Regions from separate parts of the Mus musculus genome. Here all the other regions are linked to region 6. A link is a contact called in public HiChIP or PLAC-seq, Micro-C and promoter capture Hi-C data. All regions are on one chromosome and are shown on one strand. Each heading gives the region's core, a stretch centred on a gene start, on an enhancer-like site or on the middle of the called end of the contact. The rest is flanking DNA. Distances are from core to core; before and after follow the strand shown.

The links. Promoter capture Hi-C pulls out the DNA fragments that hold promoters and counts their contacts. Hi-C and Micro-C count contacts between places; a contact is called where the count stands out from the background. HiChIP or PLAC-seq counts read pairs in DNA pulled down with a chosen protein or histone mark. Capture Hi-C pulls out chosen DNA fragments and counts their contacts.
Region 1: a Micro-C map of brown adipocytes shows a contact between it and region 6, with 4 times the contacts expected there. The contact joins the promoter of Pomk here to the promoter of Plpp5 in region 6. A contact is called at or near these places in 19 of 39 promoter capture datasets (the 3T3-L1 cell line, 3T3-L1-derived adipocytes, the C10 cell line and 14 more), 1 of 15 datasets of contacts at CTCF or cohesin (the NIH/3T3 cell line), 21 of 484 Hi-C or Micro-C datasets (the 63-12 cell line, the Ba/F3 cell line, CD8 T cells and 16 more), 14 of 115 datasets of contacts at active chromatin or transcription factors (astrocytes, bone marrow-derived macrophages, embryonic basal ganglia and 11 more) and 4 of 9 other capture datasets (adipose tissue, embryonic stem cells, liver and 1 more).
Region 2: a contact with region 6 is called in a promoter capture Hi-C map of liver. The contact joins the promoter of Hgsnat here to the promoter of Plpp5 in region 6. A contact is called at or near these places in 5 of 39 promoter capture datasets (3T3-L1-derived adipocytes, cranial neural crest, liver and 1 more), 1 of 484 Hi-C or Micro-C datasets (liver), 6 of 115 datasets of contacts at active chromatin or transcription factors (astrocytes, bone marrow-derived macrophages, embryonic stem cells and 3 more) and 4 of 9 other capture datasets (adipose tissue, embryonic stem cells, liver and 1 more).
Region 3: a contact with region 6 is called in a promoter capture Hi-C map of stem cell-derived epiblast-like cells, with 3 times the contacts expected there. The contact joins the enhancer-like site here to the promoter of Plpp5 in region 6. A contact is called at or near these places in 4 of 39 promoter capture datasets (the 3T3-L1 cell line, embryonic stem cells and stem cell-derived epiblast-like cells), 2 of 115 datasets of contacts at active chromatin or transcription factors (bone marrow-derived macrophages and embryonic stem cells) and 2 of 9 other capture datasets (embryonic stem cells and pancreatic islet).
Region 4: an H3K4me3 HiChIP or PLAC-seq map of bone marrow-derived macrophages shows a contact between it and region 6, with 6 times the contacts expected there. The contact joins the enhancer-like site here to the promoter of Plpp5 in region 6. A contact is called at or near these places in 8 of 39 promoter capture datasets (the HPC-7 cell line, cranial neural crest, embryonic stem cells and 5 more), 4 of 115 datasets of contacts at active chromatin or transcription factors (the NIH/3T3 cell line, bone marrow-derived macrophages, embryonic stem cells and 1 more) and 1 of 9 other capture datasets (embryonic stem cells).
Region 5: an H3K4me3 HiChIP or PLAC-seq map of embryonic stem cells shows a contact between it and region 6, with 4 times the contacts expected there. The contact joins the promoter of 5430421F17Rik here to the promoter of Plpp5 in region 6. A contact is called at or near these places in 11 of 39 promoter capture datasets (the 3T3-L1 cell line, cranial neural crest, embryonic stem cells and 4 more), 3 of 115 datasets of contacts at active chromatin or transcription factors (bone marrow-derived macrophages and embryonic stem cells) and 1 of 9 other capture datasets (adipose tissue).

The regions. Positions count from the first base shown.
Region 1 is chr8:25,992,214-25,996,478 of GRCm38.p6, forward strand. Pomk (protein-O-mannose kinase) reads right to left here and starts at 1,908. Exons shown (of 5, transcript NM_029037.4): 1 at 1,874-1,908. It overlaps Gm31402 (a long non-coding RNA gene), which reads left to right and starts at 1,081. Exons shown (of 2, transcript XR_378826.3): 1 at 1,081-1,350; 2 at 4,199-4,265.
Region 2 is chr8:25,974,304-25,978,705 of GRCm38.p6, forward strand. It overlaps Hgsnat (heparan-alpha-glucosaminide N-acetyltransferase), which reads right to left and starts at 2,441. Exons shown (of 18, transcript NM_029884.1): 1 at 2,222-2,441. The coding sequence starts at 2,408.
Region 3 is chr8:25,351,901-25,356,303 of GRCm38.p6, forward strand. Gm39146 (a long non-coding RNA gene) reads right to left here. Exons shown (of 4, transcript XR_870260.2): 4 at 1,921-2,287. Among named protein-coding and RNA genes, the nearest start is that of Gm39146, 36 kb to the right of the region's middle. Within about 2 kb of position 2,206, at least 59 of the 459 cell types and tissues checked have an H3K27ac peak or open chromatin away from gene starts, as enhancers often do. A contact at or near this core is called in stem cell-derived epiblast-like cells, where this site is marked.
Region 4 is chr8:25,222,090-25,226,530 of GRCm38.p6, forward strand. It overlaps a transcript of Tacc1 not described here. Among named protein-coding and RNA genes, the nearest start is that of Tacc1, 23 kb to the left of the region's middle. Within about 2 kb of position 2,887, at least 71 of the 459 cell types and tissues checked have an H3K27ac peak or open chromatin away from gene starts, as enhancers often do. A contact at or near this core is called in the HPC-7 cell line and bone marrow-derived macrophages, where this site is marked.
Region 5 is chr8:25,304,090-25,307,953 of GRCm38.p6, forward strand. 5430421F17Rik (RIKEN cDNA 5430421F17 gene) reads right to left here and starts at 2,181. Exons shown (of 3, transcript NR_040352.1): 1 at 2,066-2,181; 2 at 1,537-1,631; 3 at 1-644.
Region 6 is chr8:25,718,219-25,722,154 of GRCm38.p6, forward strand. It overlaps Plpp5 (phospholipid phosphatase 5), which reads left to right and starts at 1,830. Exons shown (of 7, transcript NM_028000.1): 1 at 1,830-1,933; 2 at 2,049-2,157; 3 at 2,337-2,427; 4 at 2,956-3,019; 5 at 3,444-3,568. The coding sequence starts at 1,872. It overlaps Nsd3 (nuclear receptor binding SET domain protein 3), which reads left to right. Exons shown (of 23, transcript NM_001081269.2): 23 at 1-1,449.

The sequences.
Region 1 (4,265 bases), core at 658-3,157, 270 kb after region 6:
TTGCTCAATGGGTAGTGAGGACCCCAGAATCCCAAAGAAGCCAGATGTACTGTAATCCCACTGGTGGCGGATAGTCGAAAAGCTGCTGGACCAGCTAGCCAGACACATGGCGGGACACCACAAAGTGACACCGTCTCAAACAAGGCAGGAGGCCAAGAGCCACACCCATGTTGCACTCTGACCTCCACATGTACACCATGACACACGTGTGAAACACGCACATAGGCACACACACTTTTGAATGTAAAATTGTCAGCCCCTTTCCAGGGTTTTTGCAAGGGATTTGTGGCAGCACACAGAAACTGTCTTTATTGGGGGCTGGAGAGGTGGCTCAGCGGTTAAGAGCACTGATTGCTCTTCCGAAGGTCCTGAGTTCAAATCCCAGTAACCACATGGTGGCTCACAACCATCTGTAATGAGATCTGACTCCCTCTTCTGGTGTGTCTGAAACAGCTACAGTGTACTTACAATCTTAAAAAAAAAAAAAAAATTCTCACCCACTACTCATACTCCAGTACCATATATGCATGTTCAGTCCCCTATGGTCTGGGTGAGCATCCTCCAAAGGCCCATTCATTAAAGACTTGGTCTCCAGCTGTTGGCACTACCAGACAGCAGCAGAACCTCGAGGAGGCAGAGTCTGCTACAAGGAAGCTTCTGTCAGTAACACGTGACCTAGAAGGAGACACTGGGCCCTCAGCCTGTGTCTCTGTGCTTCCAGGATGCCAGGAAGTAAGATGACCTCTCCCATCATGGTCTTCCCCTCTTCAATTTTCTCTTCCACCGCTCTCTCCCGCCACGACGAGCATAATGACCACAGGCCATAAGCAAAGAATCCCACGGCTGAGCCCAAGAAAATCCTTCCCCTTTAAAAGCTGACCATAGCAAGAAAGGCCAGCAACACTGACAAAATGCTGCAGGAACCCAGAATTCATATTTTTCAATCTACTTATTTTATACACAGGAGTGTTCGCTTGCATGCACACTGTACAATATGTGCTATGTGTGCCTGGTGCCGAGGGAGGTCAGAATACAGTGCTGGATTCCCTGAAACGGAAATTATGGACAGTGGGGAGCTATTAGGGAATTGAACCCAGGTCCTCTGCAACGAGTGCTGTTAGCCACTAGCCATCTCTCCAGCCTTAGAATCCATACTATCAGATCTATGCGGAACCCTCTTTGCTTGGCAATCGATTAACACACCTGTTTCTTGTGGACCGCCCAGGCAGCCCAGAGCTTAAAGAAGTGAGTATGTGTGGTCGGCAGAGCGGGAACTTCCGGCACTGTTTAAACACCAAGGCTATTTGATAACGGTGAAAAAGGACCAGCTGCTGTATGTCGACTGCTTAGGTTAGTCAAGGGAAATAAGTCAACTAAATGAATTGCCAATATGCAGAATATTTTACACAATTCGAGAAGGAGCTGGTGTCACCCAATTCAGACTAAATTTCATTTCCCGATAACTATTTAAACAGTCTGGATGTTATTTAGTTTGGACAGGCGAAGGTGGGGGCGGGGGGCATCAAATTTACTAAAGGTCTAAAACTGGTTTTTAACAAAGAGGGGGAGAGAAAGCGAGAGCATGGCGGACAGCCTCCGCTCACATGGTTCAATAGCAGCTCCCGGTGCATGGTACTGGGATACCATGGATACCGGGAGAGGGGTTGCGTGGTGAGCATCCAAAGGGAATGCATGGTGCACCCGGAGGAGGGGTGCGCGGTAAGCACGGGAGGAGCCAGCACCAGTACCCGGTTTAGTTTTCATGATCCCCATGAGAGGATCCACTTTGGGATTGGGTCCGGGGGCTCAGGAGGGTCAGGCTTGGAAAGGCCCCACAGAACCCTGTCCCGCTTCACTACGCCCCGGAGCCTACCTGGCGACCACCAAATCCGGCTCGCATTCCAGGACGCCTGCGCGGCCGGAAGCGGTCGGAGACGAGCGTGAGGCTGCCTCCTGGTGGCCGCCTCTTGCCTTACAGTGGACGCCCGCGCCAGCGTAGGCGCGGTCATCCATACCCTGGTCCTCATTTCCTCTAGCCAAACTGGTGAAGGCCAGGCTGCAACAGCAAGGTTGAGCCTGGGACTGGGGACCTCAGAGGGGCTGCTTCCTGATCTACAGCTCTACACTCTCTGCAAAGCGGTGGCTGCCAAAGAGTGATCCTCAGAAAAGCAACACGAGCAAATCGCAGAGTGAGGCTCAGTGCACTGATAATGCCTCTGGCTTTGAAAACTATGTGACTTTGGAGCTTTGGCCTGAGACGCCAAGCTGCGCGTCACAGATTTCAGGGCCAAACCTCAAGTCATGCGAAGGCTGGAAGGTCTCAGCGTGCTACACTAGTATTAGTACTGGAAGTGAAATGGGAGGGGTAAGGTTGGGAAATGGAAAATCAGACATATCATCTACTTCTAAACTGATTTATTTTCCAGATTTGAAATCAAAACATACAGTGTGTGGGTAAAAACAAAAACCATCTATGTTTATTATCCAAACTCTAAGCATGCTAAAGAACCCAGAATCTTGATCTAGGAAGCACTAGAGGAACCGACAAAACTCCCTTCAAAGAATCCCTGTAAGCAACTTTTGCTTCTCAGACTGACAAATGCGTTTGTGTGTGGTGTGCCAGAGAACTCAAAGGCCAGGAGTGATAGATAGACTTGCTGGTAATTGTGGTCCCCCAGATACCAATGCTATATGAACTAAACTCAGGTTCTGTGGGGCCATCTCTCCAGCACCAGGGCTATTTATAGTAGAAAATATACCTGGATGTATAACAGCAAGTATTTCAGAAATAAATTATAGGCATTATATAAAAAACACCATTAAGAACACTGTTTAATGAATAGTTTCAGTTTGTGAAGCTTTAAAACTTCTGGTGATGATGGAGGTAATGGTTGTAAAATAATGTGAATATATTGGATGCCACTGAAATAAACACTTAAAAATGACTCAGATACGGGCTGGAGAGACCCCCTCAGTAGGTAAGAGCATTGGTTGCTCTTCCAGAGAACCTGGGTTCCTGGCATCCACTTGGCAGCTCACAACCACCTGTAACTGAGTTCTAGAGGATTAGACCTCCTCCGCTTCTGCCCTCTGAGGGCACTGCACACACGTGGTGCTCAGACATATAAGCACGCAGAACACCCAGCCACATAAAATAAATTCCAAAGCAACCTGTTACAAAAGGACTAAAATCAGGAGGTGTGTTATATAGAGTTTGCTATAATAAGTGATGATGCTGCAGGGGGCCACAGAGATGGCCAGCAGGTCAGCGTGCTTGCCACCAAGCCTGACCATCTAAGTTCAGTTTCCTAGGACCCCTCCTAGGGGAGGGGAGAAGGATTCTCACCATGTCATCCTTAGATCTCCAAATGCACACGCATGGACACACACACACCAAATAAACGTGACATTAGGTGATGCTGTGATGATGCATCCTGACATGAAGAGCTATTCATGGCACATGGATGTAGTGCTTTTGATGCTAAGCATCCCGCATAGGTCCACGTGGTCCTCTGCGGGGCAGGCTGCTTTGGAAGTGGAGCCCTGTTAGAGGATGCGATTCCTTAACAGGCCTTACTTCCTGTTCACGCTCTGTTTCCTGGGTCTGAGTGCCAATCTCCCATGGGGCAGCCATCAAATCACTCACTGTCTGCTGCTGTATCCGTCTTGAAATGATAGCCTGTGTGCCCTTGGCATAATGAAACAAAGTAACAAGTTGCTTTTGTCAGAGAATTTGATTACAAGGTGAAAGTTAACTAAGACAATGGCTAAGGGTGGGAAACAATCCCATGCTTTAAAAATGTTTTTAATGTTGTGGCACCTGGATCGACTCCAGGAGCCCATGCTATCCTCACACCCCGGAAGCCAATAAAACAGTGATTTCAACAAAAGATGGGGAGGGGACTTCCGAGAAAGATGGGAAACTTCCATAAAGCACAGCTTCAAAATCCAAGCAAAATTAAGGGTAGAGCTATTTGTGTGGTCAAGGAAGACTGGCATTTGGAGCAGCATGGATCTGGTCAGGGGATGTCTGCTCTGTTCTCCCCTGACCTAAATTCAGTACGGCTAAAACCTGGAAGTCCTCTAGTTAACCACGGAGCAGCAAAGAAGACTCCTAAGTCAGGAAGTAGAGGAAACCCTCATTTCTGTGTTGTTCTATCCCTGTTCTCACTTCTGCCTTTTCCTTATTTATTCCCAGCCACCTGCACCACAGTAGCATATGTGACTGCCAACCAAAAACTGCAGGACCAGAACACAGTAAAGCC
Region 2 (4,402 bases), core at 1,191-3,690, 260 kb after region 6:
ACATCATTAAGTTGGCACTCACTTAGGACTGGGGTGTCTCCTCTCACCACATAGACTCCAGGGACTCAACTCAAGCAGAGTTAGGCTTGACAACACATTTACATTACACACAAACACACACACACACACACACACACACACACACACACACACACAGCATTTAAAAATGAACTTCTGGGGCTGGAGAGCTGGCTCAGCAGTTAAGAGCACCAACTGCTCTTCCAGAGGTCCTGAGTTCACATCCCAGCAACCACATGGTGGCTCCCAACCATCTGTAATGGGATCTGATGCCCTCTTCTGATGTGTCTGATGACAGTGTACTCCTATACACAAAATAAATAAATAAAACTTAAAAAAAAGATGTCTTTAAAAAAAAGAATGAACATCTGTGAGCAAAGATTTTTTTTCCCCAAAAATAGCTTTTCAAAAATGTTAATACCATCTCAAAAGTACTGTGAAATTCCAGTCCTTTTCGGTGGGGCTGGAGTATGACATCTGCAGAGATCATAGACTCGTAGCTGGTAAGGATGACTGTCTTACTGTGTGCCACATCCTAACAGTCTTATACGATAGATTAGTCTTTTTTTCCCCCTCCTGTGGGGACTTCTCTGCACTGCAGTGATTGGCCTTGAATTGTTGGGTTCAAGATATCCTCCTGCCTCAGTCTCCCAAGTAGCTGGTGCTCCAGGCAGGCACCACTGTGTGACCTAGAGAGACCAACCAACTTGCTTTAGGTCCGACCTGCTGGGAGGTAGGTAGGAGTGGAGTTCAGTCAGGGGCAGTAGTTAACTCCTAGGTTACCACACTCCAGAAAGGACGCAAGCGTATCTGCTCTGTCCCTCCGGCCTCCACCAGCCCTTGGATTTCTCCCTCATCTTTCAGCTGGATAAAGAGAAAACAGCAATTTGAACATGTCCTCCCAAAGCTCACCACAGCCATTTACATATCCTGTGAGTTTTGGAATATTCGTTTAACGGCTTTCCTAAACCTAGGTATTCTTAGGGGTTTTGTTTGCTTGTTTATTTGTTTGATCTGTCATAATTTTCTTTTTCATTCCTCCTGTTAATTTTTTAAAATGTGTTTGGGTGCCTGGCCTGCATGTATGTATGTATGTATGTATGTATGTATGCATACCACATGAGTGCCTGGTACCCAAAGAAGCCAGAAGATGGCATCAGAACCCCTAGAACTTGAGTCATATGTGGTTGTGCCCTGACATGGGTAGGTGGTATCAAAGGGCAGCCAATTCTCTTAAGCTGGAGTCATCTATCCAGGCTACCTACCGTTCATTCTTGACAGTCTTCCTTTTCCAGTGAGAGTAACTCCCTGTGCAACTACTCTTCACCCTATACAACAGCATCCTTTCCTGGACAGAATGGCTGGATTTCTACTTCTTAGTCTTTAGTAGTATGTTTTACGCTTAGATTTGCCATGTGGGTTTTAGGCTCAGAAAGAGCTTGACATTGTTACTATATAATTTGGGAGCATGTAGAGTCCCTCAGGCCTAGCTGAACGTCAGAATTGCCCCCCCAGGAAGCTTCAAATAAGAGCAGCAGTGAAAAGTTCAAACACCCTGGCCAGACCCCAAACTCAGCAGGATTTTCTTTTAACTCTCTCCTCCCAAGGACGGGTTGTAATTGCAAATTGTAACTCACACCGTTCTTCGTGCTTTTTGCATTGTTTCAATGTCTTTTTTAAAGTTTGGAAGCTGAAGGGGTGTTCAACACAGGCACCACATTCCAATTTCTATACAGAAAAGGGGATGAGATGGATAGGAAAAAGGCAGGTGACATACCTTGCCAGGTGACAGGCCCTATCCCAAACAATGCATAAAGGTAAGGGGTGGGGGTTTGGGGTAGAAGTGGGTGTTCACTTGCCTCAGTCCTCGACCCAAACTATCCTCTCGATAGGAGTTTGTGAAATGGAGTTGCGGGACCCTATGAACCTTCAGACCTGAGTCAAGAGAAGTCCCAGAATTCCTATTTTTTCACCCTTCCCCCTGGTGAATTCGGAGACGGACAGAGCACCCAGCCCCAAGGTCCTTCAACTGAACCTGGGAAGCCAGACCCGGGTCGCGGCTCCTGCGACGCCGGCACTGCGGTCCACCCCAGCGTGGACCGGGCGCGACGCTCAAGTCCTGCGCCCCGCGGGCCGTGGGGAGGTCCGGGGCAGGCCCACGCACGGTCCCCGCTACCCCTAGCCGTGGGGGCCGCTCGCTCACCTGGCTCCGCCCGGCGGCCGGGGGCCAGCAGCGTGGCGCTCAGCACCGACCCGGCCAGCAGCAGCGCTGCCAGCGCCGGGCCCGCGCCCATGCCTCCCACAGCCTCTCTCCGGGAGTTGCGCTCTGTCCCCGCAGCCGAGCTGCGCTCTTCTGCCCGGCGCCTGCGCGAGCTCGACCCGCCCGTCATCGCCCGCTCCCGTGGCGTCACCGCTCCTGTCCCGCAGGGGATGGCGGGGAGAGGGCGGGGCCGCTCCCTCCTAGGCACGCCCCGCGGAAGCTTCCTAAGCCCCGCCCAGCTGGGAAAGCATGCGTCCAGCTAGTGTCCACCATAGGAGGGCAGCCAGGCTGTTTTCTACCCTCTGCACAGTGTTTCTGTCCCATCGGGAGAAAACCGCAAAAGAGTGGTCTTTGCTTTCCCAGTCATCCACTCCCTCACCATTCCCTGAACGTTCTAAATTCTTGCATCTTAGCCTTTCAACGTACAGATACGTGTTACTCACCTTCTAGGAGAGTCCTTAGTAAAAATGACTACAGAGCTTCCCCCTTACACGCACAAACTCTGGGCGTTCACTACCTAGAGTGAATGATACACCCCTTAAAAGGTCTCCTGTTTCTGGCCTTGCACAGGTTGCTGCCAGTCTGTGGAAGTTTAAGGTGTCCAGGGATGAGGACCTTATAAACCACACTGCTGTCTGTATTCCGGGAGAAACCATCACACGCGAAAGAGGGCAGGCATGATGTTTGTAATAAAATTGTAGTTGCAAAATCGTGTGGGCAATCTGAATGGCCGTCAACGAGACAGCATCGCGCCATGCAGCAGTGGAAATGAACAACAGATCTTCCCATTTCCACCTGTGAGAGGCTTCCATAGGATGATGAAGGGGAAACTGGTTGCACTTAGCTTTGTAATGAGTTTATTTACTTTTTTTGATGGACTCATTTACAAATTCAACTATGCAAAGAAACATACCAGCAACCTCATTTAAAGAATCACATTCTTTTGTTACTAAACACAACAGTGGTCAAAATTATAACGTATAGAATGGATCCCAAGATTTAATGGAAAAAAGAAAAAACAAAACAAAACACCCTGTGCTGAAAAGTTTCAGGTTCCAATGTCACTGAATCCAGTTCTGAACATGTTTCTTAATATTTCTTTGTAATGGATCCCCAGACTGGAGCACAACTGCCTTAGTGAAAGACCCATTCATGTTCTATAATCAGCATATAAAATGTAGCACCCACCAAAACTAAAACAAAGGCCTAAATCCATCAAAACCCATAGTTCTGGGAAAGTCTCTAAAGATAATAACCTTGGTTTTGGCTTTTGGCTAACTGTTCTTTTTAACTAGAGTATTGCAACACAGGGTATAGTGTTGTGCTAAAGAGTTCACCAGCTAATAAGGACTTCCTATTGGCTTAAACCCATATCCAAGTAGTCTTCTCTGGTGGACTCCCCCACAATATGTTAGAAATATGTTCTGGGTCACAAAGAAAGAGACCATCACTGCACCCGAAGTGTCTGGACAAGGCAAACTACTTTCCTCTCGATCAAGGGTGTGCTCTGTGTGTCACACTTAAACACAGCGAGATAGAAATGAATCTGGTTTTTATTATAGCTCAGGGAGTGGCTAGAGCCCGACTTCACAATCTTATCCATTTAGCTAGTCTGAAAAAGACTGGCCCACAGGAAATGAAGGAGGAAGAGGAAAGGTCTCGCTGTACTCAAGAAAAAAGAGTCACTGCTCCAGGCTGTTAAATTCCTAAAATAAGTGCAGTGGGCCTTTATGGAATCCAAAGGGTTTACTGGGTAGGGAGGATTAAAACATTCTCATAAAAGTCTTACAAGGTGGGGGAGATTAAATTTTTTTTTTAAATTCCCTGTCCTAAACATGTTTTGTATTGATAGAAAAGATTCATATTTGATATTTCTTACAAATGGAAAGATAAATGCTATATTCAAGCAATGATTAGGAGGGAGAGAGCAAAATGTCATGCCAGTGTCCTGGCGGGCTCCAACTGGCAGCGTCCTTGTTAGGCTGGGTAGTAAAGAGGTATACGGGTACACCCTGCATCATTCTAACATGCTTCATTTGAACTACTTGATAATTCTAGAGTCCCAATACAAAGGCAGTATGACTGATGTCAACCTGGAAGATCAAGGTGCCAAGTATTTGACAG
Region 3 (4,403 bases), core at 956-3,455, 370 kb before region 6:
TTTACTGAGCAGTTTGCCAGCTGAAGTGGGGAGAGGATGAAGGAGGAGTGTGTGTCAGGGGGAGGATGACTAAAATTCACTATCTAAAAGAATGAAGCTGTCAATTAAAAAATAAAGAAATAAGAGGGAAGTGTTCAGGAGATGGCTCAGTTGGTAAAGCGTAAGGACCCAGTCTAAACCCAGAACCCAGGTAACAGTGAGAGGGGTGGCATGCACTTGTAATTCCTGCACTAGCAAGAAGGCTCACCCACCCACTAACCTACAAAGTCAATAGTGCCAGGCCAATGCCAAGTCCTGTCCTCAAAAATACAATGTAGATAGCACCTGAAAAATGGCACCAGACCTCTGGCCTACCTCTCTTTGCTTCCTGTTTATGATTTGAGATGCGAGCCTGAAGCAGCTGCTTTAGATACCACGCATGTCCCCCTGCCATGCTTCCCCACTGTAATGGTGACACTCTTGTCCCTATGAAACCATAGGGTGCAATTAAACCCTTCCATCTGTAAGGTGCCTTGGCCATGGTGTTTTATCAAAGCAAAATAGAAAAGTAACCAAGACAGGAGAAGGCAAAGGAATAAGGAGTCACATGAGGGAATCCATACTTTTTGACAAAAAAAAAAAAAAAAAGGGTTGAATAAGTACATTTTCAGTGACAGTCACCAAAGGTAGGCAAGGTAGAAATCATAGGCAGGGAAGTCCCGGAATTGTGAACAGTGTCGTTTGATAGAAAGGCTTTTAGAGAAAAGAGAAAAAAAAAACCTACTAAGGCTTCAAGCTTCCCTGCTTTGACTCTATTGCTGGGATGGAGCCTTCTAAAAGATATTCCCACATTGCATACAGACCACAAACCTGACTCAGGATGGGCAATGTCACTGTGGTTCCACAGGCCATGGGAGACGTGCTCAGTAGCTCTCCATGACAGTTCTTCCCAGAAGAAAAGCCCCACCTTAATATGTAGAGCAGACATCTTGAGAAGGGAAACACAGGATCTTCTCTTTCACTCAGCCACACACCTGGTGAGATGGTGGTGGATCATAATAAAACACCTGGCAGAGCAAAAACTACCCACTTAGTGGCCAAGAAGCAACAGAAGAGAAGGAGGAAGGGGCCACCTTTGATGGAATACCCTCACTGACCTGAAGACCTCCACCTGGGCCCTGCCCTTTAGAGGTTTGATGGTATTCTAATATAGCCCCTGCGGTCAGTCATCTATTATGTGGGGTTTTAAGGGGACACTTAGGATTCGAACTGTGCCCCTTACATTCAAGGTAACTCATCTTAATTTTTTTAAAGATGTATTTATTTTATTTACATGAATATACTGTAGCTGTCTTCAGACACACCAGAAGAAGGCATCGGATCCCATTATAGGTGGTTGTGAGCCACCATGTGGCTGCTGGGAATTGAACTCAGGAAGAGCAGTCAGTGCTCTTAACCTCTGAGCTTTCGTTTTTGAAATCTTAAACTCTCCCAGTTTTACAGCAAAATTCTCTCCCTCTTTGTTCCTGTCAGCTTCTATATTCCCTCCAGAATGGCACTCTACGAAGAGTTTTCTCTTGGGCAGGTTTCTCATACGCAGGCTTTGTCTACGCCAGGGTCTGTAAAATCCTGTCTGCTCCCAGAGTAAAGTTGGGTAGGATATGAGGCCGAACCCACGTTGCCACCTCCACCAATCTGTCACACTTGGAAACCCACCACCTCCTGAGGTCTGGCCTCTGACTTCTAGTCAGCTGATCTCTAAATCCTGCTGAGACACATACTGTGCCCCACCTGATAATCCTGATCTATGGCCACCGCTTCAGGTGATGAATCTTCCTTGGATTAATCCTGATTTTTCCCCCCTACTCTCCTTTCAGGTTTAACCTATCCTTTGTAAGGATGACAAACGACCTAGGCATGTTTTCTTTTTCTCCTTGGCCTTGTCTTCAGCAGAGAAATTTTCCCCAGAAATAGACCCGTGGAACGTTCACCTCCGTCTTCCCACTTGCCTCCGCTAAGCACCCTCTAAATCAGACCCGAGGCTCCAGAGGGAGCAATATCCTTTCCTTCGCAGCTGGTCTGAGTTTTGTCGTCTGGGAGACTGGGCTTAGAACAGCTTGAAGTTAGAAGGGAGGCGAATGAAGCTTTAAATCTCCTGCACTTAACAACTCCGCTGCAGCCTCAGAGGTAACCGCACTCCCCTTGCCGGCTTCCTCTCCGCTCTCTGTATCTGTGCGATGATCTGTGCTCACAGAGCCTGACTCCAGGCTCTGTCTGCCCTGGCGTGGTAGCACTGAAAGAGGGAAGGCTGGGAAAGAAAAAAAAAATTTAATAGAACCAACACATAAAAATAACAGGCTCTCTGAAGCGCACATGAAGAAATAATTAAACAGATTAAAGCCGGGAGGAGGAAGAGGGGATGGGGAACAGGCGGGCTGTGACTGCCCTCTGCTTTCCCTTCCAGGGGCGGCCTGTAGCTTGGTGGGGGTGGAGGGGGGACCTTGCTGCTTTTTCCTTCCTCCTTGTGGGCTGCGTTCATAGGCGAGTACTGCAAAGTCGCTGAGCAACTTTAAAGGAGGACACATTTCTTTGTGTCCCCCAAGGACCCGAATGGTGCGGCCCTCCCATGAGGAAAGGAATTTAATATTTTGGGAGAAGGTCGGGATGGGCTTCGATGTGCCAGGTACAACGTTGGAGAGCTCTCATTCTGGCAGGTGATGGGTTGGGTGCGTTCCAAACCTAGGAAATGAGTGAGATCTTCCTCTGGCTCAGGAGAACTACTGCCCTCAGTGCTTCTGATAGATGCTTAAGCCAAAACACAGACTTCCACACTCCTTCCTTTCCTTCCCCATCAATCTGAGATGCTCTTGCTATGATGGTGAAAGAGGGAAGAAGGCTGGTACATGGGGGTAATTTAAAGATTTTTAAAAATATATATCTGGGTCAGCAAGCTTCCAGTGAGAACTGAGGACTTGGCTGGTTCCCGACTTTGTCTGCCCATGCCATTCTTTTGAGTTCCAGCTAAGTTCCTCTCAGGGGGAACCATGTTTGAATGCTGTTGCTGTTCATCTATATATAGTCAGTTCTGCTTCCAGATTCCTAACAGTGTGAGGATAGATACATTGTACAATGCAAGGACACAATGTAAGGATACATTATACAATGTAAGGATACAGTGTAAGGATAGATACATTGTACAATGCAAGGATACAATGTAAGGGTAGATACATTGTACAATGCAAGGGTACAATATAAGGGTAGATACATTATACAGTGCAAGGATACAATGTAAGGGTAGATACATTATACAATGTAAGGATACAAAGTAAGGATAGATACCTTGTACAATGTAAGGATACAATGTAAGGATAGGGAAGGTTCAAATGCAGGTACCTTGCCCAGAAGGTAGATGTGGCTGAACACCTCAGAGCCTTGGCCAGCTTTGAGGACATAAAGCATAGGGACAAGCAGACTGGATTCATTACCCTATCTCTACCTAATTATACTGCTAGGGCATGGTCCCTGGACAAGGTATGTTCACATCTTCCTTCATTTCTCTCAGTAATGCTTTATTTATTTATCTATTTATTTATTTATTTATTTAATTTAGTGGGTGGGTGTATGGAGGTCAGAGAAAACAGCTTGTAAGAGTCACTTCTCTCTTACCATAAAGGTCCCAGAAATTGGGCTGAGGTCATCAGACTTGGCAGGAGGTACCTTTATCTGCTGAGCCACCTTATTAGGTTTACTCTTGGATGTAAGTCTGTCTTATTTGGGGTTACTATTGCTGTGATGAAACACCATAACCTCTTGGGGAAGAAAGGGTTTGTTTCACTCACAGTTCCACACAACAGTTCATTATTAAAAGCAATGAGGACAGGAACTCAAGCAGGGCAGGAACCAGGAGGTAGGAGCTGATGCAGAGGCCATGGAGAGATGTTGGCTTGCTTCCAATCACTTTCTCAGCCTGTTTTCTTACGGGACTACCAGCCCAGAAATGGCCCCACCCACAATAGACTGAACCCTCCCACATCAATCATTAATTGAGAAAATGTCCTATAGGCTTACCTATAGCCTGGTCTTATTATGAAGGCATTTTCTCAATTGAGGCTCCTTCCTTTCTGATGACTCTAGCTTGTGTCAAATTGACATAAAACTGGCCACTACACTCTGTTAGACTTTTTCTCTAAATAACTGGGCTCTGTGGGGAGTGGGGGAGGGAGGAAGAGAGATGGAGAGGAGGAAATGGGGGGGAGAGAGAGGGAGAGAGAGAGAGTCAGTCCAGGGCCTAGCATAAGTGAGACAAGCACACTCACAGTAGGCTACATCCCCAGCCCTTGAAATCTGTTTTTTGTTTTGTTTTGTTTTGTTTTGTTTTGTTTTGTTTTGTTTTGTTTTATCCCCTTGTCTCACCATCAATAGTA
Region 4 (4,441 bases), core at 1,637-4,136, 500 kb before region 6:
TTCCACTCTTGTCTACACCCCAGCACTCCTCCTCTTCCTGATCCTCTTTCCGCACTGAACAACGTTCCCTTCTGCTCCATGACACCTGCCTCCCATCAGCTTCTTTTCTCCCCACTCCTCTCTGAGCATGGCTTCCTCTCTACTTCCCACTCCTTCTTGTTTTGAGACAGTGTCTCATTAGGGAAACCTGGCTGGCATAGAGCTTGCAACAATCCTCCTGCCTCTGTCTCTTGAGTGCTAGGAACCACTATGCCTAGCTTTTGCTTTCATATATGAATATATATACACAAATATACATATCTAGGTCAAGATTCCATATGTCAGAGAAGGTAATACTTGTCTTCGGTTTGCGTCTAGCTCATTTCACTTAACATAATAATACCTACTTTCCCACAGATATCGGCTTACAGATATCACTTACAGCTGGAGAAACTTCCACTGTGCACAGATACCTACTGAAGCCTCACCATTCCGTGGATGGACAGGCTGTGTCCATGCCTTGGCCACTGTGAATAATACAACAACAAATAAGCATGCAAGCATCTCTGTGGTGTGCTGACTTATTCTCCTTCGAGTGTGTGCCCAGGAGCCGTAGATTTTAAAGGGACATTTCCTCTTCTTGAGGATCGACTGATTTCCATTCTGACTTTATTTACTTATTTAATTTTTAAATTTAACTTTATTTTATATGTATCAGCATGGGGGACTCAGATCCCCTGGAACTGGTGTTACAGACAGTTGTGAGCTGCACATGCGGTTGCTGGGAATTAAGCCTGGATCCTCTAAAAAGAGCAGCCAGTGAGTGCTCTTAACTGCTGAGCCATCTCTCCAGCTTCCATTCGGATTTTAATGAGATGGAATCTCAATATAGTTTAGCTTGCGGCTCCCTGAAAGCTAAGGATGTTGAACAGTTTTTCAAATATTTATTGGTCATTTTTATTTCTTCCTTTGAGAACTGCCTTCATCCCATTGGCTATTTACTGGCTATTTATTGGATGATTTGGGGGTTGTATTTAATTGGGAGGTTCTTTATAGATTTTATATATTAATCTCCTATCTGACCTATAACTAGCAAAGATACGCTCCCCACCCCCCAATCTTTAATCAGTTCTATGATTCCTTTTTTTATTTTTTTGTCTACAAGTGTGATCATTTGAATATGCTCGGCCTAGGGAGTGGCACTATTAGAGGGTGTGGCCCTGTTGGAGTAGGTGTAGCCTTGTTGGATTAGGTGTGTCACTGTGGCTTTAAGACCCTCATCCTAGCTGCCTGGAAGCTAGTATTCTGCTAGCCTTCAGATGAAGATGTAGAACTCTCAGCTCCTCCTGCACCATGCCTGCCTGGATGCTTCCATGTTCCCACCTTGATGGTAATAGACTGACCCTCTGAACCTGTAAGCCAGCTCTAATTAAATATTGTCCTTAGAAGAGTTGCCTTGATCACGGTGTCTGCTCATAGCAGTAAAACCCTCACTTAGACAACTTAGAGTCTAGGGATCATTTCCTGTGGGGCTGGGGTCTTCTTTTTGGAAAGTCCTTGCGTAGGCCTTGATCCTGAAGAGTTTGAAGACTATGTCTTCCTCAGGTCGTTTAGCCTTGAAGGCTCGTGGCACATCTTGAGTTTATCTTTGTTTGGGATGAGAGCTGTAGATGCGCTTTCTTTCCTTTGCACGTGGTTGTCACTGTCCCAGCGCCATCTGTACAGCTGAGCTCTCTCGGCAGGGCATTTGTCTTCAGCTTGCACACTAGAGACAGAAGCTTTCACCACGCCAAGTGCATTGCTTTGTGCCCCGCCTGTCTACGGACTGCACACCACTGGCTGCTTCCCTCTCAGTAAAACTCTCAAGCCCAGAGCATGGCACACCCCAGAGGCTCAGCAGACTGATCGTGGCTATGAGAGGTTTCTCTGATTTTTGTCTTCTTGAACACCATTTTCTCCACCCACAATCCACATTTCAATTTGGAACTTATGCTTTCCTGTGCTGGGTCCAACTCCAGCTTTCCAGGGTGTGAATGTGACTCACAGCTGACTCAAAATTCTCTCCCACCCCTATCCCTCTTTTCTCCTGCCCCCAAACCATATTAGACCCATCGAGCATGTGGGACCCACATCTAACCCAACTGCCGTGCCTTGACAGCCTTTTAACATTTCAACTGTGTTTACCAGAACCTGTTTAGTAGATCAAACCCAGGGCAGGATTCCAGACCTAAGTCAGCATCCCCAGGGTGGAAGATGTGCTCAAGGCTGCCCACCCACACCCTCCCAGGAGAAAAAGCCCTCTGAGATGGAAGCAGGGTACCCAGCAGGAATCCCAGGCAAGGAGCTAAGTTTGGGGGTTTCATACGCAGAAACCTGACTCTGCAGTGTGTTAGCGATAAACAAATTGGGCATTTTCATTAGTCCCTGGTCTCTAAATGTATTTCATCCCTCTATTGGAGATGCTGGGTTAAACGTCTATGATAAGCCCTGGTAGGAACATTTCCCAGCTTGGTGGCGCCAGAAATATGTACACAGATGGTGTGAACCATTCCTCAGCTTCATTCCACAGCTCCTGGTACATCTGTGTGGCCAAATGCTGCTGCCTCTGTGGTCCCAGAATTCACTCCTGCCTACCCATACAAGGACCAAATTGAAATTTTTTTCCCTAAGTCTTTCTTCTTTGCTGGAATTTTTCCTCTGCTCCCATTAAAATACTGATTTCTGTGCCCCTACCCCCACCCCCCAAGCAAGATACTCAGGATCATTTTATCACCTGCCCTCACACTTTAGAGTCAACCATTCAATATCTCCCATCAAGTGGCGTTCAGGGTGGACGGGGCACCCCAAGGGAGCTGCTTATTCGTTCTGAAGCTGACAGCGGAGTGCAAAGGAGTGATTCATTTTATGTAACACAGGGCTCTGAAGGTGGAAGAAACTCAGCTGTGACCAAAAAAGGAAGCAGCGTGATTCAGCTTCCATGGGTGGGGGTGGCGGGTGAGGAGGGGGCGCACTCGCCGAGAGGGAGGAAGGAAGGCGGGCATATCCAGTAGTGGCAACAGGGCAGGCGGTGAGGGAGAAAGGAGAGCTAAAATCTTACCCAGCTGCTACCTTCAGAAACCAGTGAAGCTATCGCCCTTGGAGAGGAACTTCCAAAAGATTCCTCCCTGATTGTGAAGTCCTTGAGAAGTCGTGGCTTGGAAACTGTCACCTAGAGTATTTTTACAGAAACAAGATAACCACAACAGGGCTCTGCGGCTTGACCGAGGGGGGGGTGGGGGTGGGGACACTGTTTTCTGATCTCTCAAGGTGTCAAATTGTTACTGCTCTTTGGAAGGTTTATTGGAAAGTCCGGCTGGAAGTACAGGACATGTACACACAGACACACACACACACACAGACACACACACACACACTTCCCCCTCACATAATACTATAGAATCACAGATTAAACTCACTACACACAATCCACATATAGTCTCATGTATACATACCACAATTGCATATAGTCACACATACACACACCTCTCCTATACAGATATATAGACATACATACACATACACATATTTATATATATATATACACACACACATATATATGCCATAGAGCTATACATACTCCAATCTCCCACACAAATAAATGTCCCCACAAAGTCACACACAAGCCACTCCCACAAACCCCAAGTACCACCCACACACTCACCCACACACTTTCCCACACACCCACACACTCACCCCCACACCACCCCCACACTCACCCCCACACCCCCACACTCACCCCCACACCACCCAACCACCCACACACTCACTCACACACTCACCCCCACACTCACCCCCACACTCCTCAAGCATCAAGCACACTAGTTCTGGTGTAGGAGTTTGGACTCAAAGGAAAGAGTTTACAAAGGGTAAGAAAACAACATTTCCGTTAAAACAAAATAAACCATAAACTAGGCCAAAAGAAAAACATAAGGAGAAACTAAAAATGTATTTAAAAAATGTTGGATGAGCCAGTCAAGTGGATGTTATAGTGTTATAGCCCTGAAGATGAAAAAGCCAATCTCCTTCCTCCCCCCCCCCCCCCCCGTTTCTTTTAAACGGGGTCTTAGTATGGCGCTCATGCTGGCTTTGAATTCCTAAGCTCCTTGTTAAACAGGGTACCTGGGACTCTGGGAACCCATTCATCCCTCTTGGTGGAGAATGGCTATCCTCCGAAGGGGGGCATAGCAGTCTCCCTGCTTCTGCAAATAAGACCTTCGTAAGCTGTACAGAAACCACAGAAGGCACCCACAAGTTCTGCCACACAACCAATACAAGTTTTAAGGGACTGTCTTTAAACCTGCATTTCTATAAACACACACTGCCGCTACAAATCCCTTCTGCATCTAACAGGCATTTACACTGCACTTCAGTCAGTGGATGGATACCAATGAACAAGTCATGAGGACACACAGAAAGATTCCAA
Region 5 (3,864 bases), core at 931-3,430, 410 kb before region 6:
TTCTGCTCTGTTGTTTCCCTAACTGACCTGTGTCTTCACCTAGAGTCATTGGCTTTCTTCAGCGTGGGTGTGCAAACATTAACATTGAAACTCTCACCTGCCAATGGGTTTTACAGACACAATCATGGTAATAGCTAGGCTTTGTGGAAGGACAAACAGGATTTTCCAATTTTCTTTCACTCCCCCAATTGGATAACCAGAAACAAGCCTGTAGGCAGAACTCAGGCCAGAGTTATTTCCATGCCCAGAGTCCTGTCTCTGTCTGTGCAACTAGGCAGGGAGGCCAGGCTCTAGGATGAGAGAAGAAGCATACATTGTAGAGGCAGGATGCTGGCCCATTTCTTATCCAGGCCCTCGGAAAGTAGGAGGGAGACCAAAGCTGGAGGGACACATTGGTCTGCCCTGGGCTTCCCTAGTGTGAAGGTATAGCAGATAAATTAACCACAATGCATGTCCTTTCTCCTTCTTTCTTGGTTGGTATTCTGCATGGAAACAGGCTCACCACACCCATCTGAGAGTGGCCACATCTGAACACACTGAAGAGCACAGAGTGACTCGGCAATGGAAGGACTCGGGGTTTCGCTTTCCCAGGCTTCCCTCAGTTCCTGTGTGGTATGGAAAGAACCCCAGTTTCCTCTGGGCTCCTGCAGGGGTGGGGCACAGAGTCTGGTTGAGTCTGGCTGCAGAATTTACCAGAGAGGAAGTCTGTGGTGGCATCAGGATGGCACTGGGGCCAAGGGCTACCAGACACATTGCTAGGGTCCTGACCTCCATAGCGTTACAGCATCCCAGCCAAACCCAGCAGCCCACTGAACCAGGGCTGGGATTTGGTTAAGGAGGAGAGGAATTAGGGAAAAAAGGAACCTGGGCTCTGACTCAGAACCACAAGCGATCCAACAATAGGCTTTAGAACAGACCCTGGCTGAATGCCAACGGCCAGGACATACAGTCACTGGTCCAGGGAGAGCTGACCAGCCACATTCCATCAGACATAGAGGGTAATCAGGAAATACCGTATGGAAGCAAGCTTGCTCCTCTCTGTTATATGCCCAGGGGCCACCCCGATGAAGAAAGGGAGACATGGACATCTAAAAGACCAGCATTTCTCCAAAAGAGATAAAATTATCCAAAGAAATCTGTTCCGGAACATGAGATGGAAACGAGACTAGAAAACTAAGTTTGTCTTCCACGACACAGTGGCGTGGGGTCTCAGAGGACAAATCAGACTGTCTCTGAGAATCCTCCTATACTGAGGTGTCTGCTTTGGCAACTCCAGGCCATCACCTAACCTCCTTTTCAAGTACAAGACAGGGCTCATTTGAACCACAAGCCGGCAGATTTAAGTTACTATCTCTGTTTGTCACACTCAGGAGTCAACCCTGAGCTATATGATTCAAAGGCACCTGGGTAGCAAGCCCACCACAGGAGACAAAGCTTCCTATCCTAGCCCCAAGCTCCAGCTGGCTGCATCTCTCCAACTCCACAGGAGATGCTCTGACACACTCGAGCGGAGGGGGTTATGAGTCAGAAGCACACCTTCTGCTTCCTGTGCTCAGCAGCCCAGATCATTTCTTCCAGCCTTTATGCAGGAGAATCCCACGACTGGAATCCGGTCTCTGGCAAGGTCATACCTAGGGGTGGGGAGATTCCAGTCATTATGCCAAAAGTGCTTAGGAATTGATAGGACAGTGATCAAACAAAGTCTGTCTATCTGACTCTCTCCCTCTCTCCCTCTCTCCCTCTCTCCCTCTCTCCCTCTCTCCCTCTCTCCCTCTCTCCCTCTCTCCCTCTCTCCCTCGCTCCCTCTCCCTCTCCCTCTCCCTTTCCCTTTCCTTCTCCCTTTCTCAAGTATCACCTAAAACTGAATCCACTGGATCCTTTATTCGCTGTAGTTGTTATTCATCTACAGGGGAAAAAAAAAAAAAAACCAAACCCAAAAACAAAACTCCAAACATTAGCAAGAGAAAGAGGTTGGCAACGGCACCCGGCACCCGGCACCCGGCACCCGGCACCCGGCACCCGGCACCCGGCACCCGGCACCCGGCACCAGCAGAGTATTCCTTACCTGACTCTAACATTATCCCAGGCTTCTTTGCCTCTCCCCTATGTGCTGAGTGTGTAAACAGCACAAGCCATACAAGGAATGTTTGTTATGCTGTGGAAACACACACTCTCTCCCTCCGCCCCTTTTCACCCCAGGACCGGATATACACGTTCCAGAAGAGGAATATACATCCCCAGAGTCTGAAATCAAATCTGGAATTCATATCCTCTCTAAATGTACTTTATTAAAAGCAGAGATCAAGAAAAGGTTTTAGAATTATTATATTGGAGAGGTTGATTGTATAGAAAGAACTTGGAATTGAGGACAATTTTAGACATGGTTTGCAAGCTGCTCACTGTGGATTAGTGGGAAACAGGGCACTTTGGCATCTATCCTTTCTCAAAGACTTTAAAATTGGTCCCCAAACTGTATCACTAAACTGGTAAAGAAGACTGCGGTAGGGCTCACTCATCTGTAATTAACACAGCCAAGTGAATTGAACATTTGCGCGCACACATACACATAGTAGGTCAAAAAATCCCAGGAATTAAACTGTCGGTTTGAGGTTAATCTTGTAAAGTCAGTGTGCTAACAGGAATGATGGTGAGTGCAGACTCTACCTGCCATTGAAGAGTCGGTGCGGATGTGCATCTATCTGTGTGTTTGCCTGGGTGTGTGCTGAAAGCTGAGGCAGAGAACAGGAGCCTGTTGAAACTGTAGGCAGGAGGAGGCAGGCAAGGCCTCTACAATTACCCCAGAATGAGCTTGCAGCCTGTACTATTAGGGAGGTCCCTGGCTGAGGAAGCCGTGAGCTTTCTCTCCCCTTCCCAAAGGCCCAGATGATTTTGTATCAGTAACTGTTTCTGAATGCTCTTTTCCCTCGGTTTGGCATTGCGTCACTCTAAATACCATTGTAGCTCACGGTATCTCTCTGATGAAAACAGTCGATTCGCGGGGTCAGCTAACTCAACAGTGGGAGCAATGTGATTATGGGATTCACATTTTGGTAATAAAAGAAGAGCTGAACCCTTTAACCTCCCGAGGAAGGCAGAGACCGCCTGTGACCCAAAAGAAGCCTCTAGACACCGAGAGCTCCCAGAAGGATGGAGAGGGAGTCAATATTTCTGAGCTAATGTACAAGGGAGCTGCTGTGCTGTTTACTGCAAGGCTCGAAGGACAAGGCCTGGAATGCAAATCACAATCCTTGTGGGATTTTGCTGGCTGACAGCCACCATGGAGTCTAGGCTCGTCTTCTCTTTCCTTGGCGAGCAGAGCTTCTCCTGTTGCTGTATCTAAAAGGGTCCCTTTTCCAGACCACATGGAAGAAACTGTGAACCTTTAGGTAGCTGAGGCCCCCTGGACTTTTCACGTTGGCCATTTTCCTAAAACTTTTGGGTTATTTACTTAATTAAAGTGACCATAAGAGGGAATCTGAAAGTAGCTCCCAGTGGCTTTCAGGAGAATCAGCAATGGCGCCGGGTTCCTTCCGGGAATCCTCCCTGCCTTGCTTTCCTTTCTGCCCTGGAGGCTGAGACACATGGAGCTGTGGGCAGCACCGTGTTCCGGCGTTCTCTGCAGGAGGCGTGGCCTCTCAGGTTCCGAGCTTCCTGCTTGGGCTGCAATAAATGTTGTATCCATCTCATAAACACTTACGTGGCCTGTGTTCATCCCACCAGAAGACATTATGTGGAGTAGAGGGGAAAGACGTGTTTTGCTGGGAGCAGTTGAGACCCTGCAGATGACTGTGTTCAGGGCGTGGCCAAGAAGAAGCAGTGTGGCCCAAAGAGCCCTGGGTACCAGATTTGACTTCGATGGCCACA
Region 6 (3,936 bases), core at 580-3,079:
ATATGCAGTCCTCCCGACGGGAGCACGGGCATCTTAGGTTTCTTGGCACCTTTGAGGTCGGAGCTCGTGCATGTTGAGAAATGATTTCCCTGCGTCTTTGTTTTGCCTTTTTCTCCTTTCCTTGCCTCACCCCTGGGTAGCTGGTCTTTCTGTTTAACATATGCTTGTGTGGGGGGAAGAGGGCGCACTTATGTTATACTCCTAAAATGCTATGTATAACCTTTGTTTCAAAAACCCATTTCCACTGGGCATGGTTGCACACGCCTTTAATCCTAGCACTCCAGAAGCAGAGGCAGGAGGATCTCCGAGAGTTCAAGGCCTACCTAACGCTTCCCAGCCAGCCAGGACTATGTAGAGAGACCCTGTCTCAAAAAGGGGGGGAAAATCAATTGTTTGGCTTTTGTCAATCCATTGCAAAAGTGGCAGATGTGAGCGCTTGTATTTGTGTATGGGGGAGGGGGGAGAAAAGTATTGTTTGTCCTTCAGTAGGCTCTGAAAGTCATTGACTTGTAAGTTCAAGGGAAAATAGAAGTTGCCAAAGTCAGTATTCGGTCCTTGGTTTTCTTGTGACTTCACTGCGTCCGTTAAGGGACGAGAAGCCTTCCTTACCTGCTGACTGAGCCTTGCTCTGTGCAGATGGCTTTCAAGTATCTGCCATTTTGCCTCAACAGGGAATTCTTGTCAGTTAAAGGGAATGAGGGAATTACACTTTTGTTATCAATTAACATCTCATTTTTTGTACCCTATGGTAAGTAACTGTATTGCCGCTAATAACCAAGTTGCTAACTGATTACAGCTGGCTAAAAAGTTCTTTTTATATACAAAGATTTGTGTATTTTCAACTGCTATGGCAAATTCATTTGTGTCCATTTAAATATTACACAATAAACACATATCTGCAGATCCCACCCTCACCTTGTGTTCTTTGAATAAAGTTCTTGATAGATTGTTTACATCTGTATTTACCTGTAATGAACGCTGTAGACCTGTGAAATATCAAAGTGTCAACATCCATTAGTCAGTCTCTTTAGTTTCTGTGACTTGGCGCTCCTAACACTAAGGGGTTAGTGTTAATGTTCCCCAGGGGTATTCTACTAGGGCATTACTGTTTAATGACTTCAAAATATAGTTTAAGGATTTTGTTTATTGACCAATGTCTTATTGCAAAGTATGAGCCTACCATCTTAGTTAACCTGTACATATCTGTTAACTAGTGTAGTGTATGTGAGATTGCCTGTAACATTTGAGCTTCTTACTGATGTGTGCTGGTGGGACAGGTTTTGTACATTGTATTTACTGGAATCCTGCCTTTTTAACTTACAGATACTTTAGAATTCAAATATGTTTTCTGCTTCTGTAAGAATGTGGGAAAGCTTTTAATGGCATTCCATTGATTTCAGGTCTTGCTTGAGGTTGACTTTAATAAATTGTCCTGTATGGTCTACTTAAGAATATGGGCTGGTTCTTTACCTGTAATTTCATGGTACAGTTTACTGGGAAATGAGACACAAAAATACAACCACTCACCCTCAGCCCAGTTTTTTCCCTTCGAAATGCTCCAAAGACATAGTTTCTTTAAAGTGGGCTTTCTGGTTTGCTTTTGTAGAGGAAGCATCTCTGGAGAATGACGTTCCTTTTCTTGTCCTATAAGCTGATCTGGGTGGTTGGTGAAGGACACATTGCTTTGAGACCCAAAGGTGATCTGTTAGGTGGTACTCATAACACAGCAAATGAGCTCTGAATTTCCTGTAGCCCGGAGGCCCCGCTGGTAGTCAGTCCCCGCGGAGTTCGCTAGGTGGCGCTGGACACCGGGCGGGCGGAACCACGGCGCGCCGGGGCCACGTCAGCGTCTGATCCGCACGTATGGCGGGATGGGGACGGCGGCCCTGGGAGCCGAGCTGGGCGTGCGGGTCCTGCTCTTTGTGGCTTTCCTGTAAGGATCTGTCAACGCTCCCAGGCGTCCCTGGGCGCTCGCACTTCCTAAGCGGCTCGGGGCGGCAGGTTCTTCCGCCGAGGTAGCCTGTCAATCTTCCCCGTTTCCTCCCCAGGGTGACCGAGCTGCTCCCTCCCTTCCAGCGGCGGATCCAGCCCGAGGAGCTGTGGCTCTACAGGAACCCGTACGTGGAGGCGGAATACTTCCCCACCGGCCGCATGTTTGTGCGTGAGCTGCCCTCCCGCCCTCCTCCGCTGGCAGGGACTCCTCCCCTGCCTTGAGTTCCAGGGCTAGGGCGAGGCGTCTGGTGGGCAATCTGAGCCCCGATCTTGGTTAGTGCGCGGCAGCTGGTGCTTTAGGCCAGGAGGGACTTGGTTTTACCGACCCTGTGTTTTACCTTCAGGTCATTGCCTTTCTCACTCCACTGTCCCTGATCTTCCTCGCCAAGTTTCTAAGGAAAGCTGACGCTACCGACAGCAAGCAAGCCTGCCTCGGTAAGTCGCCCTTGTTCCAGTTGTTCCTGTCTTAGTGTTGGCAAGTAGCTATGGGGTTCAGCTACTCTGTACCCCTAAAGTATGTCTTTTTACCCCATGAGACCAAAAAGCAGTACTGATGAGAATGTGCTTAATAACACAGGCGCCACACAGGTGTTCCTTTTTGTTTGTTTGTTTTTTCGAGACAGGGTTTCTCTGTGTAGCCCTGTCTGTCCTGGAACTCACTTTGTAGACCAGGCTGGCCTTGAACTCAGAAATCCACCTGCCTCTGCCTCCCAAGTGCTGGGATTAAAGGCGTGTGCCACCACGCCCGGCCAGGTGTTCCTTATTAACACAGACACCACACAGGTGTTCCCTATTAACACAGGTGCCACATAGGTGTTCCTCAGTGCTCCACTTCTCTGCCCCTAGGCCGTTTGGGTTTTTATTCTGGTTGGGTTCTATCTCAAAGCAATGAAGGCTCTACTCATGAGGTGGTGGCTTACTCTTCTCCAAGCAGATGGCACTAACGGCTTCTTTGCTTTCCAGCTGCCAGCCTTGCCCTAGCTCTGAATGGTGTCTTTACCAACATAATCAAACTGATAGTGGGCAGGTAAGTGAGAAGCCTTGGCACTCAAACCTCCCTGAGCGCCCCCCACACACACACCACCACATTCTCAAGCAGTGTTTACCCGGATTCTCAGACTAGTCTCTCCTTTCTCACCAGAACTCCCTCTCCCTGCCCTCTGCCTGTTCCAAGTGTACCACCTGGTCTGCGTCCTGTCCTGAGTATTTCCCACAGCGACCACCTTTATGTACCTAAAGCTGCAGTATGACTAGCTGCTCTGTGCTAAGATACAATCATATGCTAGAGACTTTCTTGAACATTGGCCGCGTGGCTAAGGCCTTTTTCTCAGTATAAACACTAATCTCACCCCATTACATTATTTTGCCTATGACATTAGTGGTCAACAGATTATTGACATCTACTATTACTGAAAAATACTTCCTGAGAGAGTAAATTATATTTCTTCCAGGCCCCGCCCAGACTTCTTCTACCGCTGCTTCCCTGATGGGCTGGCCCATTCTGATCTGACGTGCACGGGGGACGAGGATGTGGTGAACGAGGGCCGAAAGAGCTTCCCCAGTGGACATTCTTCCTGTATGAGTTTCATGGGAACTACTTAAATACTTACATGTCCATGTTCCGCTCTTTGTGTGTGTGTGTGTGTGTGTACACCTGTACATGTACGTGTGCACACGCAAATGGTATAGGGGCTGGAAGAAGGTGTGTGATCCCCTGGAGGTGGGGTCAGACCAGTGTGAGTGCCACGTTGGGGAACTGAACCAAGGTCCTCTCAAAAGCTAACTGCTGCCGACTCAACTCTTGGCTCCTCCAGCTCTGATACCTACTTTAAATAGAGTTACATTTAACCTTAAAGCTTTGGAGGAATGAGCCATCTCTTACTAGTCATTAAAAAAAATATATTTAAGAGCTACTACTTGTGAGGGGCTGCCCAGCCTTTTACA